Linked DNA regions of Mus musculus: region 2 is linked to region 1. The links are chromatin contacts, called in public HiCAR-type maps. All regions are on one chromosome and are shown on one strand. The core of a region is the stretch at or near the end of the contact, and the rest is flanking DNA. Distances in the headings are between cores, read along the strand shown.

What was found. HiCAR-type assays count read pairs that join an accessible place to other places.
Region 2: a contact with region 1 is called in a HiCAR-type map of astrocytes, with 3 times the contacts expected there. The contact joins the promoter of Ankrd26 here to the promoter of Zfand4 in region 1. A contact is called at or near these places in 2 of 39 promoter capture datasets (hippocampal neurons and liver), 1 of 115 datasets of contacts at active chromatin or transcription factors (astrocytes) and 1 of 9 other capture datasets (liver).

What each region holds. Positions count from the first base shown.
Region 1 is chr6:116,261,569-116,268,931 of GRCm38.p6, forward strand. It overlaps Zfand4 (zinc finger, AN1-type domain 4), which reads left to right and starts at 2,651. Exons shown (of 10, transcript NM_001309446.1): 1 at 2,651-2,744. It overlaps Washc2 (WASH complex subunit 2`), which reads left to right. Exons shown (of 31, transcript NM_026585.3): 31 at 767-1,103. The coding sequence ends at 906.
Region 2 is chr6:118,558,168-118,565,530 of GRCm38.p6, forward strand. Ankrd26 (ankyrin repeat domain 26) reads right to left here and starts at 4,104. Exons shown (of 34, transcript NM_001081112.2): 1 at 3,646-4,104; 2 at 1,104-1,218; 3 at 771-944. The coding sequence starts at 3,890.

The DNA.
Region 1 (7,363 bases), core at 1,401-3,900:
GTGGAGGGATTAAAGCTTTAAAGCTAGCCAGTGTTAAGTTTGCTGTGCATCCTCTAAGACTGTGATTTACATAGGAATAGTAGTAAGCAAGTGCACCTTTTCTACTTCCAGTCAGTTTAAATGTGTTTGATTTCAGTGTTTTGAGTAATACTGCTTTGTGTTAGCCATTAGCACATTGACAATCTAGATCTCTAGTTTGATATAGATAATGCCATGGTCTTTCATTATGTCTTTACGTACACAGGATGAATTTGATGCAGTAGAACCCTGCTGATAAAATTACGTGGTAAGCAGCAGAGCATAGCTAAGCTGAGTCTGAAGCACTAATATGAGTGGAACCAGACTCCATTCTTACCACTGAGATGTGCGCTCTGAGCGCATCCTATATTGGATTTCTGTTTGTACATTCTTACTCTTCTTAAAATCCAGAGTGAAAAGAAGGCAGAAAGAGAGAAAGAGCAGTTCCAGGTGGTGAGGCCCTCGCTGAGGTGGAGAACCGCTCCACCCTCCTGTTTCTGACTTCAAGTGCAGACACACTTCTGTAGCTAGAAACTTATGTTCAGAAAGAACCCGATGTTCGTTCATATGTCCTTACAAAAGTTGGGTGCCACCAACTGAGCCAGGCCCAGAATCTAAGAGGTTTGACTTCGATGTTGGTGGTCTTAGTGTGTTATTAGAATTGGGCTTTACAGTTTGTGTGCATGTGTCTCAAGTTCCCATTTTCTTGTTTGCCTGTCTTAACATCTTTCTTTTTTTCTTTTTAAAGATGACATTTTCTCCTCTGGCCTCCAGGCTAAAGCATCCAAACCCAAAAGCCAATCTGCAGAGGCAGCATCTGAACAAAGATCTGAGCACAAAGTGGCCAGCATTTTTGATGACCCCCTGAATGCCTTCGGAAGCCAGTAGAGCATGCGCAGCATGCGGGGCCTTCACAGTTCACCCTCCCATTCTGTTTTTCACGTAGTGACGTGCTCTCCTAACGCTGTCTTCACGGGCTTACAAGCAGATACTCACTCACTTCCTTTACCCAATGTAGCTGATATTTTTCTGCATTGATTTTAATTATGCTTAAAATTACAAATAAAAAATAAACGCTTCACAGAGGTTTGTTCTTACTTAATAAGAGTGCATGGAAGCTCATGCTAACAGGAGACACTGCTTTGTGGCTTCATGTGTGGGCAGGGAGTGCAGATCGAGCAGTGGTCAGGCACCAGACCTGAAGGGTTTGCTCTGTCGGTGGGTCTGGGTGCTGTGATGGTCTAGCACGTGAAAGGTTATGCATTTATGGGTTCTAAGCCCATGAGAAGAGCTTTCTACTGAATTCCCAAAAAGTGGGTCTGCAATCTTGTAAGGGGAACTGTGGTCCTCTGTTGTCTTAATAATGTGCAGAAAGTTTTATTGGAACACAGCCTCCATCATGGCTACATTATCTGGCTACCCCAGTCAGAATTCAGAAGTGACAGGAAATGGGATTTTTTATCTGTAGGCAAAAATTTGCCTCTCATAGCTTTTGTTTCCTCCTTTGTAAATGGTTTCAGTACTAAAATTGCAAGATTGTTGTTGAGAATAGACCTTTTTGTCTGCCCTTTAAAATGGTAGGTTATGACTGGTGATGTATGGTTTGATGAGGTTATGAAATGTTAAGCTAAAAAAATAAAATTTAAGCGCATCCACTGGATGCTAGAGCACGTGAGTGCTGTGAGTGATCACGATGTCCTGCGCAGGCACTGTCCTCCTAGGCTCTGTTCATGTTACCATCATGGCTCTGGCCTCAATAGAGTTGGAAGTTATCAGCCCAGTCATGGGCTGAGTTTAAGAGCAAGAGGCTGACAAAAGGCCTCACCATACCATCTACCTCAGTCCCGAGGAGTTGAAACTGTGGAGACTAGTGGCTCAGGTCTCGGAGGATAATGAGAGGGTGGGAGAAGACTGATCAGGGCCAGGGTTCTTTTGCAAGTTGACTATGAGGGAGCGCTTTCATGGTCCTCTGCAGTCCTCCTGGTAAAACACTTGAGTTGAACCTCCTATGAAGGAACCGAAGCAGCAGGGGCCCAACCTAGTTGGAAGGCATGTGTAGTCAGAAAGCCAGTCAGTTTATATCCCACTTCAGCTCGGTGCACAGCAAAAGTAGGACGGGATCTGAGCTCAGGTTGAGACTGTTTGACCTATAATCTTCAAATAGTTGCTCAAATGCAAAAGGCATATAGAAATGTTCCCATTTTACAGATGACACAACTGAGTCAGAAATGTTAGGAGAACGTGGAGTACAAGAAAAGGGTGACTAGCATGGACATCCTTTTAAGTGTCCTAGGCCATGAGTAAATAACAAATGCCAAAGACCCTCCTATCCCCAAAGAACCTTAGAAGTGCCCCAGCCACTCTGGTGCCGGCTCTTCCCAGACGCTGTGCCCCGTCTCCAGTCTCCTACCCTGCCCTAGACGGGTCCTGCAACCAGTTATAAAGAGTCAACATACGGGCCAGTTCTAACCGACAACCCTTCCTGAAAGCCCGTGCGACCCCGGCGTCCGAGCAACCGCCAGCCGCGGAAGACTAGGCCCCGCCCCTCGCGAGCTGATTGGAGGGCGTCGGCAGCGCTGATCGGCGATTGGTGAGCGGTGTCACAAAGGGCGGGACCGGAGCTTCGCGGGCCAGCGTAGGCCGGCGTCTCGGGCGCGCGAACTCCTATCCGCCTGCGGGCAGGCGAGCGAGCGAGCGGGCGGACGCGACCACCGGAGGGCGAGCGGGTGAGGGGCGCGGCGGGGCGGGGCGCGGCGCGGCCCGGAGGGAGGGCGGGTGGTGGAAGGGCCTGCTGCGTCTTCGCTGCCCCGGTGCGCCCGCCTCAGCTGCAGCCTGGTCACACCCGTGCTTCTCTGCCTACGGACTCACGGACAAATTGGTCGTACCCGTGGCTCGGGGTGCTGCTGACCCGACTTTGGGTCTGAGTGTGGTCCCTGCTGGTTGTGGCCCCAGGGCAGCACCCCCGCACTTGTGCATCGCTCCTAGGCCAGAGTGTGGTTCTAATCTGTAGCTCGATTTTCACACATCTGTAAAAGGACAAGAGTCACCTTTTTAAAAGGCTGCAACATATTGTGGGTATATTTATGTTGGGGGGAAAAATTAAAAACTAACTCGTCGTGTGACTAAGTTCCTGTGGACGAGAAGGAAGCAAAGGCCAAGGTACTGAAATTACCCCTTGAGTGCAGTTATTGCCGCTTTTGTTGGTTGGTTTTAGACATTTCAAAAGATGAAAGAAATGTTGGAAATTCACTTTGATTTTTCTCTAACAGTTTTCAAGATAAATTAGCAATTTAATCATCGTTTTATTTACTTATATTATTAAACATCACTATACGTTTTTATTGTCAATTGGTTTTCCAGTGCTCATTCATGCATACCACGGGCCACTTTGAGGATGCTTGCAGGCCTCAATGGACCCAGTTTTAGTACGCTAGGTCATTGGCCCACTTGAGCTTCCACTAGGCCATGTAATATTCTGCTGTGGTTTAGCCGGCCAGCACAACCTTTTGTCTTGTTACATTAATTTCCTTTGCTGAGAAGTATGACACAGCCGGGCGTGGTGGCGCACACCTTTAATCCCAGCACTCGGGAGGCAGAGGCAGGCGGATTTCTGAGTTCGAGGCCAGCCTGGTCTACAAAGTGAGTTCCAGGACAGCCAGGGCTGGACAGCCAGGGCTATACAGAGAAACCCTGTCTCGAAAAAAACAAAAACAAAAACCCAACCAACCAACCAAACAAAAAAGTATGCAACACAATTGCTTTCAGATATGGTCACCACCCTCGGTTCTTTTTGTGTATTGGAAATTATGCCACTAACTGGGACCAAACTTCATTTGGGAGTTCTTGTACCACTGATGATGCACCTACTGCTGTGCTGATTTTCTTCTACTTATAGGCACGTTAGTCTCATTTCAGATCTGTGCATTGAAGGATTACATGTTGCCTATGCGTATTTCACTATAATGCTGTTTTTTTTTTCTTTTTCTTCTTATAATGCTGTTGTTTTGTTTTGTTTTTGTGAAATTGCAGATTGAGCCCAGGGCCTAATATGTGCTAGGAAATACCCTATCACCTGGCTTCACATTTACCATGAGTGATGTAAGAGTGAGTAGTGAAATACAAACAGTACCACTGTTGCGTAGTGTACTCTTGCAGCTCTGACCCACAGTACTGGGAGCACAGTCCTTGTGTTGCTGCTGTTGTTTGTTTCTCATTAGTTCATATGTTGTGCAACTCCACTCAGAACAACTGTGCTCTTAGCAACAATGTTTCTTCCTGTGATGCCGTTTTTTTTTTTTTAAAGGAGCGTTAGCTATCTGCATAATTCAAGCTTCCTAAGAATGTTTTATATTAGAACTATGAAAACTCCCCTCTACAGTAGAAGTATCTGTGTATACGTGTTCATCATGATTTATAAGAATTCTGGCGTAGTGAATCAGAATGTGACTCCAGAGGAAACCAGTATCCCTCCACAGTATAATCACTGTGCCATTTCTATGACTATATAGTTGACTGTTAATTTTCTCTAATCTAAGGATTAGTGGAGAAAGGGAGTTGTTTTGAATTGAATTTCATTGAACAACCTTTAATGCACGCTAATGTGTGCAGACGGCTGAAGTGAGTGATAGAGACATTGTCCCTCCCTTACAACGCTTGTAGTTTACCAGCACGGGTGACAGACACAGAAACAGTCCAGTTTTGATGGGTATCATGGGTGGAAAAGATAGTAAGCATGAAAGATGTTGTGGGATCCTTGGTATTGGAGCCGCGGCTCTGGGGAGAGGTGTCTGGTTACTAGGCAGGCTTTGCATTATAAGCAGGCATTCTCTTTGAAGTGTGCCCCTCTCCGCGGAGCTGAGCTTTGAAAGCCGATTGGTAGCTTCTCAGGAAGCCTGGGAGGAGTTGGCCTGAGTAGGACAAAGCGGGAGCTCTAAGACTATGAGTAAGCTATGAGTAGAGGTACAAGGAGCGCAGGCATTGCTGGGGGAGTGCGGGTAAGTGAGCATGGCTGGGAGATGAAATATGCATGCTGGGAAGTCTTTCTAAGGAGTTTGAACATTGTTGGACAGATGGTGGAAGCCATGATAGGGCCTTGAGCTAGAAATAATAGGATCAGTTTACATTTTCAAAGGATAGCTGTGCTGACATCCCAGGTCATTAGGAAACTGCCCCTTGAAGCCAAAACCCGGAAGACTGACAGTGCAAAACCCTGTGATGGCCTGGGGTAACAGGAACTCCTGAGTCACTGGTGGTTTCACTACCTTGGCATATTGTGTGGCAGTTTCTTTAAAAGAGAAACAAGCACAATGGGGCTGTGGGTTTGGCTCAGCTGTTGAAGGTAAAGTGTTAACTACACAAGCATGAAGAGCCTAGCTTGGATCCCCAGCACTTACCGGAAAAAGCTAGGCACAGCAGTGTGCACCTGTCCTCTGAGGGTTGGCAGGAGGAGCCCTCGCCTTGCCAGTCAAGCTGAGTGGATGAGCAGATCAGTGACACCTTAAGAATATAAAATGGGGCTGGAGCTCTGACTCAGTGGTTAAGAGCACTGACTGCTCTTCTAGAGGTCCTGAGTTCAATTCCTAACAACCACATGGTGGCTCACAACCATCTGTAATAGGATCTGATGCCCTCTTCTGGTGTAGAAGAAAGCTACAGGGTATCATACACTTAAATAAATCTTAAAAGAGAATATAAAGTGGAAAGTGATAGAGGAGGCCATCTGATGTTGACTGCTGGTCTCCACATGCAAATATATACATGCACACAATGTATACACATGTGCACAAAAGGCTGAAAATACTCGCTTTAAAATCTAGCCTAAATAAGTTTTTTAAACTTTATAACCTGTGTACAGTTTTGCTTCATAATTGTCAGAAAATGGGGAATGTAAGATATTTCTCAGGATAATGGATAAATGAAACTAATGCATACACACAGTAGAATATAATATAGCACTTAAAGGAAAGCCATGAAGCCATAAAATGGCACAAAAGAACCTTAAATGTGTGTTCCTTAGAGAGAGCACTCTGAAAAGGTTGCACCTTGTGTGATTCCAATTGCATGACATTCTGGAAAGGGTGAAGCTATGGTAACACTTAAAAGACCAAATGTTGCCTAGAATTTGAGGGTTGGGGTGGGATCAGTAGCTCCAACCCAAAATATTTAGAAACTGAAACTACCCTGATAATGTTGTGGTAAATACATGATGCTTTTATACATCTGCCCACATCTGTCAGATGTGCACCACCAAGAATAAACCCTAATGGAAACTTTAGGCTTGAGTGGCAGCGATGTATCTATTCCTCACTTGTTAATAAGGTACTGTGCGAATGCAGTTATAACCAGTTAATATAGGTTAGCTGGAGGCAGGAAAGGGACAGGTGTATGTGGAGACTCATAATTTCTGCTCCATTTTGTTGTAGATTTAAAATTGCCCTAAAGTAAAGTCTCCTGATCTATAAGGGAAATTCATGTCTCCAGTTTAGATTTATTTTCTAGTGAGGTCTTATAATAAATTCCAAGTATAACTTCCCTCCTGCTTAAACATAGGCAATGGAAAGTAACTTCTAAATAATGTGTTAAAATAATAGCCTTAGCCAATTTTTAGAAACTTTCTTTCTAAAAGTTAAAGAAGAGCAAATCTAGTGGCTGGCTAGTCTAGTGAAGTGTAGGAATCAGAGATCATAGCTTGTCAGTCTTTGAGAGTTGCTCAGATGAAAGCTAAAGAAACTCCAAGTTGTGAAAAAGCCTCATGATTTGTGCTGTGTTGGAAATGTAAGTTACAATAAATCTTAAAAAAAAGAACAAGAAAAAAAAAAAAAGAAACTCCAAGTTAAGGCCTAATTGGTGAATGGAGAGGTTGACAGGATAAAAGATGTAAGATGCATCGTCAGGATTGGTCACTTGAAGCTGTCATGGTGTTCGTGAGAGATCCTAAATTCTGGCTTGAATGAATGGATGTGTCATGGTATGCTTTAAGCTGAGGACTGCAAGACAAGGAAGGAAGCCTTTGGAGAAAGGGGCTATTTTTGTATACATTGAATTGCACCCATTGAATTTGTACACATGTCTTTGGAATGTCTGGATTACAGATGCCATGCTATGCGTTTACAGTGATTTATTAGCCAGACACAATCTTTGTAGAACTAGTGCACCTTTATGTACATTCCTCGGCCAGTCATGTAGCATATACCTATAGTGCACCTTTATGTACATTCCTCGGCCAGTCATGTAGCATATACCTATAGTCCCAGCACTGGGGAGACGTGAGGCAGGAGGATCATAAGGATGAGGCCAGTCTGGACTCAAAAATAAATAAATAAAAAATAAATGTTTATGAAAATTA
Region 2 (7,363 bases), core at 2,854-5,353, 2.3 Mb after region 1:
AACGTTTATAGCTGTTTTAACACTGAAAAGTCAGAGAGCTCTTAGATAAATAGCCTAGCAATGGACCTCACAGTCTTAGGAAAAACAAACAAACAAAAAAAACCTAACACAACAGCAGTAGAAGGCAAGAGGGTCCCTGGAAGAGGAGTTAGGGATGATTGTGAGCCACCAGGCAGGTGCTGGGAACAGAACTCGGGTCTTTTGTAAGTCAGCAAGTGCTCTTAACCTCTGAGCTATTTCTCTAGCCCTTAAAACATCTAACTTTTCTAAAAGGGTAAAAAGGACATTTTTTAAAATGCAATTGGTTTGGGAGGCAGGGGGAGAGATGGGTCAGCAGGTGAAGGTTCTCACTGCTAAGCCCTTCAACCCGAGTTCAACCCTGACACCCGGGCGGGCAACTCCCTAAAGCTGTCCTCTGCTCTCTGCACGTCCACTGTGGCGCACAGGCACCTCCTACCCCTACAAATAAATAAATGACCGCAGTAAGAAGAAAATAAGACACTGGCTTGATCAGCGAGATCCTGACTGGTGTATGGATTACCTTTATCACAGCCACAGTACCTTAAAGGGGCAATTCTATTCAATCTTACATTCTAACCAATGGATTCAAACATTACTTAGATCCCGAGACCTCATGATCTGAGCATTTCTGAACACATTCCTATAAAATACACAGCAGTGTTTTCTCAGTCCAGTCAGGGTGACAAGAATGACCTTCACGATGTGTCTCTGTGTCTTTGGTGATTTTGGAAAGAAAGATGCCGTTATACCTTGTTTTTGGCTTCTATGTTTGCATTGTGTGCGAGCAGTTTGGCTGCCATGGACGTGTTCTCACTGTAGACCGCGTAGTGGAGGGCGGTGTTGCCGCTGCTGTCCATCACATTTGGATCGGCCCCGTGGTCCAGCAGTATGGCTGCACATTCTTCCTCCTGGCACTGCACGGCCTGGTGTTAGTGCATCAAGGAGAAAATCATCAGCTTAGGGATTCAAAATACACACATTGTCGGCTTTACTTATTACTATATTTAAATCAAATCGAGGTCTTTTATGCCCCAAGTGTTTAAATGAGACGCAATTCAGCCAGAAGTGCTGGCTGCTGGTACCTTAATGAGGGCCGTGCTGCTCTCGCTGTCACGGGCATCTATCTCACATTTTCTCTCTACTAAGAGAGTCACCACTTCTGGGTGGCCGTAAGCACAGGCAAGATGTAGAGCAGTCCTGTGAAAACCAGAGCACATCTTAGGAAAACTACATAGTATCATCTAAAAATACATTTCATGAAATGTAGAACGCTATGTTATATCTTCTTTCAAAACAAGTATTTTTCTGCAGACAACAGTACATTCTTGAAAATACAACCGTGTGTGTGTGTGTGTGTGTGTGTGTGTGTGTGTGTGTGTGTGTTTTGCAGCAGAGACTTTTGCTAAGCAAACAATTACTGAGTTACATTCCTAGCCCAGAGCAGCCAATTTGCAAAGAAGTGTATATATCCTTTGGATGTGGCTTGGACTTGGGTATAAACATGGCTTTAAGGTCTGCTGCTTACTAGTCATCACTTAGCCTTTCTCTGGACAAAGGCATTGGCCACAAAAGCCCAACAACCTCAATACACTCCCTAAATCCTATGTTAAAAGGAGAACTGACTCCTGAAAGTTATCTGGCTTCCACAAGCACAGCATGGCATACACACATCTTCACTAACACACACACACACACAGACACACTCTCATCTATCTATCTATCTATCTATCTATCTATCTATCTATCTATCTACCTACCTATCTATCATCTATCTCTCTTAAGAATATTAAAAAGAAAGAAAATAGAGCGACAGCCCTGGCCACAAGGCGAGCCTGCAGTTCTTGTGTATGTGTGCATGGGTGAGGGGCAGGTATGACAGGGGACAGATAAAGAGATGAGAACTGGGGATGGAAAGGACTAACAGTATACCAGCAAACCCCAGGCTATGAATACAAAAGAATAAACCATATTTGAACCAATGGGGTGGGTGGGGGAGATCCCCTGAATAACACTACTGTTTGTCTGAGTGAAACACATCTCACTAAAGCCACACAAACTAAAGGATGGAAGCAGACGTACTTCCCCTCCCACCCACGATACAAAGCAACATAAAAATCAGTGCATCTACTGGGAAGCCCTAAGCAACACCAGCTTCAGCAGGAACACTGCTCTCATCTATCTATCTATCTATCTATCTATCTATCTATCTATCTATCTATAACACACATATATACTAATATATATACATATGTGTGTATATATATTATATATATACATACATACTGTGAACACTTTGCAAGTATACAGTCCCTTTATCCTCAGATTTTGTTCAATGGGTCTTGAGAATGCTTCATTTTAAAAAGCTCAATGTTAGAAAGTATCCTGAGGATACACTACAAACCTGCATTCAATCACCAATACACGGATACATACACGGGTGTGTACACACACACTCACACACACTCACACACACAGTGGTTCTGCAGTCGTTCCTCATCTCTTTGTTTTGTTTTGGTACTTTTCTCACTGTGTTTTCTTTTAGTGTTTAACTTATATTCTATCAGGGATTTATTTTAGTGACATAGAAATGTTGCTAGTTTTCTCCAAACAAGTCAACAACCATTTCATTCCTAAGTGTTTGTTCCCTACTAACTGGGGTGTCACCAGAATCAACTTCTAAATTCTTTTTTGGTTTTTTTGTTTGTTTGTTTGGTTGGTTGGTTTTTTCGTTTTGTTTTGTTTTTTGAGACAGGATTTCTCTGTGTAGCCTTGGTTGTCACGGAGCTCACTCTGTAGACCAGGCTGGCCCCGAACTCAGAAATCCACCTGCCTCTGCCTCCCAAGTGCTGGGATTAAAGGCATGAGCCACCACTGCCCAGCAATATCTAAATTCTTACATATACTTGATTGGATATGTTCTGGGTTTTCTATTCCACCCTGCTCACTGCTGTGTCTCTTTGGCTGCTAGTAAACGACTGACTTGTGAAAACTAGTAGTTTTATCCTTTAGAAAGTTTTTTTTTTCTCGTCTCATCACAAAATCAAAAGCAACATAAGAAACTCAAAATTGTTAAAACGCTGACGGTCGGGTTTGGCTTACGTTAAATTGATCAGGATATTCAGAGTTCGAGTTCTGGGAATTACCAATCTTTGACTCGAGAATATGGAACTATTTTCCCACTTCAAAATGCAGTAAAAACAAACCAACCAACCAAAACCATTCACACAGGTGTACGGCAGTGATAAGATGGATCCTGTATGTTAGTGGAAGAATTTTTAACCTTGAACAGAAACATTTCTCCTATTATGTATTTCTACAACATAAAACTTTCTTATATGTATGCAGAAAGTTAAAATGTTAGTTAACTCGCTTTACATTGCCAGTGAAGGGAACTGTCAGTGGATCAGAAACCAGCTGAAGTGTTTTTTGTTGCTGTCCTTGCTGTTCATACAGGTCAGGGCTTAGACCCCACTAAGACTTAGGCATTCAAAGCCAGGTGGGAAGAGTCAAGCTTCCTTAATGAAAGATAGACTCTCTGTCTTCCAGCCCCAAAGCCAGACAAGGTAGGTGCACGCTCCCCCACCAGCTTCGTCCCGCCCCGCTAACTGGCGGGCCATTTATTACCTGTCCTTCTTGTCTCTATCGTTCACGCCACTTTTTCCAAGGATAAGGATATGCTGCACTTTGGCTACATCTCCCACGCTTGCAGCCTTGTGGATCTTGCCCATATCCTTGTCGTGAATATGGTACCTGGGCACGTGGGAGCCACTAGCACTCTCGCGTCCAAAGCCCACGCAGTTGCTGCGCGGGCGGGCAGAGGGGCCTAAGGGCGATGGGCCCTTACTCCTGAAGCCAAAAATCTTCTTCATGGCAGAGGGTACGCCCCTCACAGGCACCTTCTTCCCCGCGCAACGTTGGCTGACAACACAACGCAGCTAGGGCACTTATTGAAAAGCCGGCCTAGACGCACGGGATCCCACCGGGAAAGACGCTGCATGGCCCGGCAGGTTTTTAAAGCACAATAATCGCCAAGCCGAGCTGCAAACTAGCAACCCGCGCCTTCTTGCTGCCGCGCATGCTCACACAGGCCCAGCAGCGACCAGTGCCCAGCACGCGTGCGCACGGCCAGGCTCCGCCTTCTTTGCTGTTCAGGAGGTCAGGGCGCTGCAACCTAGCGGGTTCTCTAACCCGGGGTTTAAGGCGGAGGTGGGCAGTGTGTTGTTTCCAGAGGCCCGGGTTAGCCTCGGTTTGGGCGTGATCGCTGCAAGGCTTCAACAGGAATGGGGGTCGCTCAGCAGCGTGGAACCCAGACCCAGTACTCCAGGACTGCGGGCATTGAGGGCGCCTGGCAGATGGGCGCAGAACCTTCTGGAGTCCGGCCTCCCTGCTTAGCTTTGGCCTTGTGTTTCAGTGGCAGTTAAACCTGTTGGGGAGCAAACCTATTGGACTCTAGGTAGGCGATAATCAAAAAGTAAACTACAAACAGCATGGATGGAATCGTGGCGTGGAAGAGTAAGGGAAGAGATTTTGTTAAGCTAAGTAGTTTGGGAATTAGTGCAATAAATGATCGTGTTTCACAGCCTAAAGAGTCAGTATATGAGTTAGACAAGCTGATGGGAGGTAAGAAGAAAAGGTTGTCTGCATTTGGGATCTGAATGAAACGATATGATGTGTGTAAATTTTTGGTTTTGGACCTGGAAAAAGTAATACTTAGTAAGCAGTTTTCCAGTGTAAGTGTTCACCTTGACGTTTTAAATTGTTAATAAATTTTGTCAATCTAAAGCCACAACTCACCTCAAAGGGAATAAAATACCGTTCGTGCCTAATAGGACCTCCAGTGGCCGCAGGAACTACCTCAAATTCAGGCTACCTCAAATCCTGTTTCATGTTCCAATTTTAATAGAAACGACAACAAATCAACCCACTTTTCAGATACGTCGGTGGGTACGTCAGGTAAGTGGGTTTTGTGTTAACACCCCTCAGATGGCAGTTGATGAATTTCTTACCCCCTTTGGCTGATGGAAGCTAGGAGTCCCAGTGGACATTCCAAAGGCTTTACCTCCTGGACATAAAGAAGCTAGGTCCCACGCACAGGAGAACACGATGGCTCAATGTGATTTGCTTCTGGACTTGCAACGTTCAAAACTTGCTACGGCAGTAGTTCAGATCAGTCAGTTCCTATGGTACAGCTTCTTTTTTTTTTTAATTTTTAATTTTTTATTAGATATTTTCTTTACATTTCGAATGTTATCAGCTTTCCTATCCTACCCCCTCCCCCTGCTCCCCAACCCACAGGAATCCCACTTCTGCAGTGTGGATCTGTAATACATGCTGTACTCAATGGAATGATTCCACAGGTTTTTGATTTGACTATATCTTTTGTAATAAAAATTGAAATAAATTCTATTGCTAATTTTATCTTTGTGTGTGTGTGCGCGCATGTGTGTGCATGTGTGCCTCTGTGTGTGTGTGTGTAAAACAGAATCTCACTCTAGCCTATGCTACCCTTGAACCTTAATGATTCTCCTGCCTCCGCTTTGGAAAGCTGGTGTTTTGGGTGTAGACCACTGCCCCTGCTTTCTGTCTCTCTATCACACTGCTCTGGGCTTTGCTCTGGGTCCATTTAACTATTAGCTAGTTATTCTCTGCATTTTGACCAGCTGTAGATTGCTTTAGTAACCTCCACCTGTTGCAAAAAGAAGCTTCTTTGGCAAGGGGTGAGACTTACACTCATCTGTGGGTACAAGGACAAGTATTTAGAACACAAGTACAGGGGATTGGAGCTATGGCTCAGCCGATAGAGCACTGACTGTCCGGCACCCATGTGATGAAGACTAGCATTGGTCGGTTGTACAAGTTCCAGGGGACCTGATGCCCTCTTCTACCTTTCATTGGCTCTGCATATATGTGGCACATAGACAGGCATGCAAATGGGACATTCATACACATAACATAGAAACCTCAAATGTAAAATTATACTAAAGTTAGACATAATAGTGCCTTAGGAAACTGGCAGTAGTGGACCATAGGGTCCCCAACCCCAGCTGATACATTACAACAAATCCCCTATATACCCAAGCCCCAGAGACTCCATGGAAGGCTAGAGGGTAGAATGATTGTTAGAACAAGAGGACTCATTAGTGTCTTCTGGATATGAGAGGAGAGTACACCCATAAAACCTCATCAAGGCAGTTGAGACAAGAACTGCCTTTTGAAGCTCAGCATTATGCGTGTGTGTGTGTGTGTGTGTGTGTGTGTGTGTGTGTGTGTGTGTAAAACAAAGTAGACAAGATGAATTTGAAAGGGAGTGAGGAGGACATGGGAGTAATTGGAGGGAGGGGGGATGAGGTAGAAATGATGTAATACAGTTCTGTATGAAATTCCCAAAAGCTGATTTAAAATAATAGATGGCTTTACTGTTCATTAAATGTGCATTAAAGTACAATCATCACTTTCTTATTACATAGGGTCTCCTCCCCCAGAGACCATGGTCAGCTGTGTAACTGAGAATGACCTTGAATCTTCTCCCTCTCCCTCCCAGGGCTAGGATTATAGGCAGGCAGTGCCAAGCACAGTCCATGCTGTTGGTACCCAGTTGCATAGCACCCCAGGCAAGCACTCCACAGCTCAGCTACATCCACAGTCCCCAAAAGCACATTTTTTCCACACCATCAAGTCTTATTATCCACGAGCAGTATTCTCTCCATTGAGACCTCGCTTTGTGTTTTTATGCTTAGATTTCTTCTACAGGCTGTAGTTTTACCATTGTTTATGGAGCTCTTCATTTTTATTAAACTTAATTACTTTATGGACTCAGATCATGAGGCTTAGCAGCAAGAGCCATTACACACCGAGCCATCTCCCCAGCCCTTGATTGCCCTTTCTGGTAAATTTTCCTAATGTGAATAAAGCTATCAATTTTGCCAGTCTTATCTTGGATCTATATCCTGTTGTAAATTAAGAATTTTGGTGATAATTTTTATAGTAGTCTTGAGTTTTCTAAGTAAGCAGTTGTATAATTAAGAATAGTAGTTTTTAAAAAAATCTTCACCTATATACTATTTACTTAATGTCCTTTCTTAATAAACTTAAATACTATTTAAACAAATTAAAATATTTATTTATATTACTTAATTTTGTATATTGATTAGAATAGTTGTCAAGCTTTTCTTTCCTGATTTTAAATATCGTTTTTTGACATTTAAAAATGTTAACTATTTTTAGACATTACATTTGTTATATTTGTGTTTCTGCTGCTCTGATGAAACCCTATGACCAAATGTAACTTGGAAGGAAAGGGTTTATTTTTGCTTACAGATTGGTGTCCATTATCTAAGGAAGC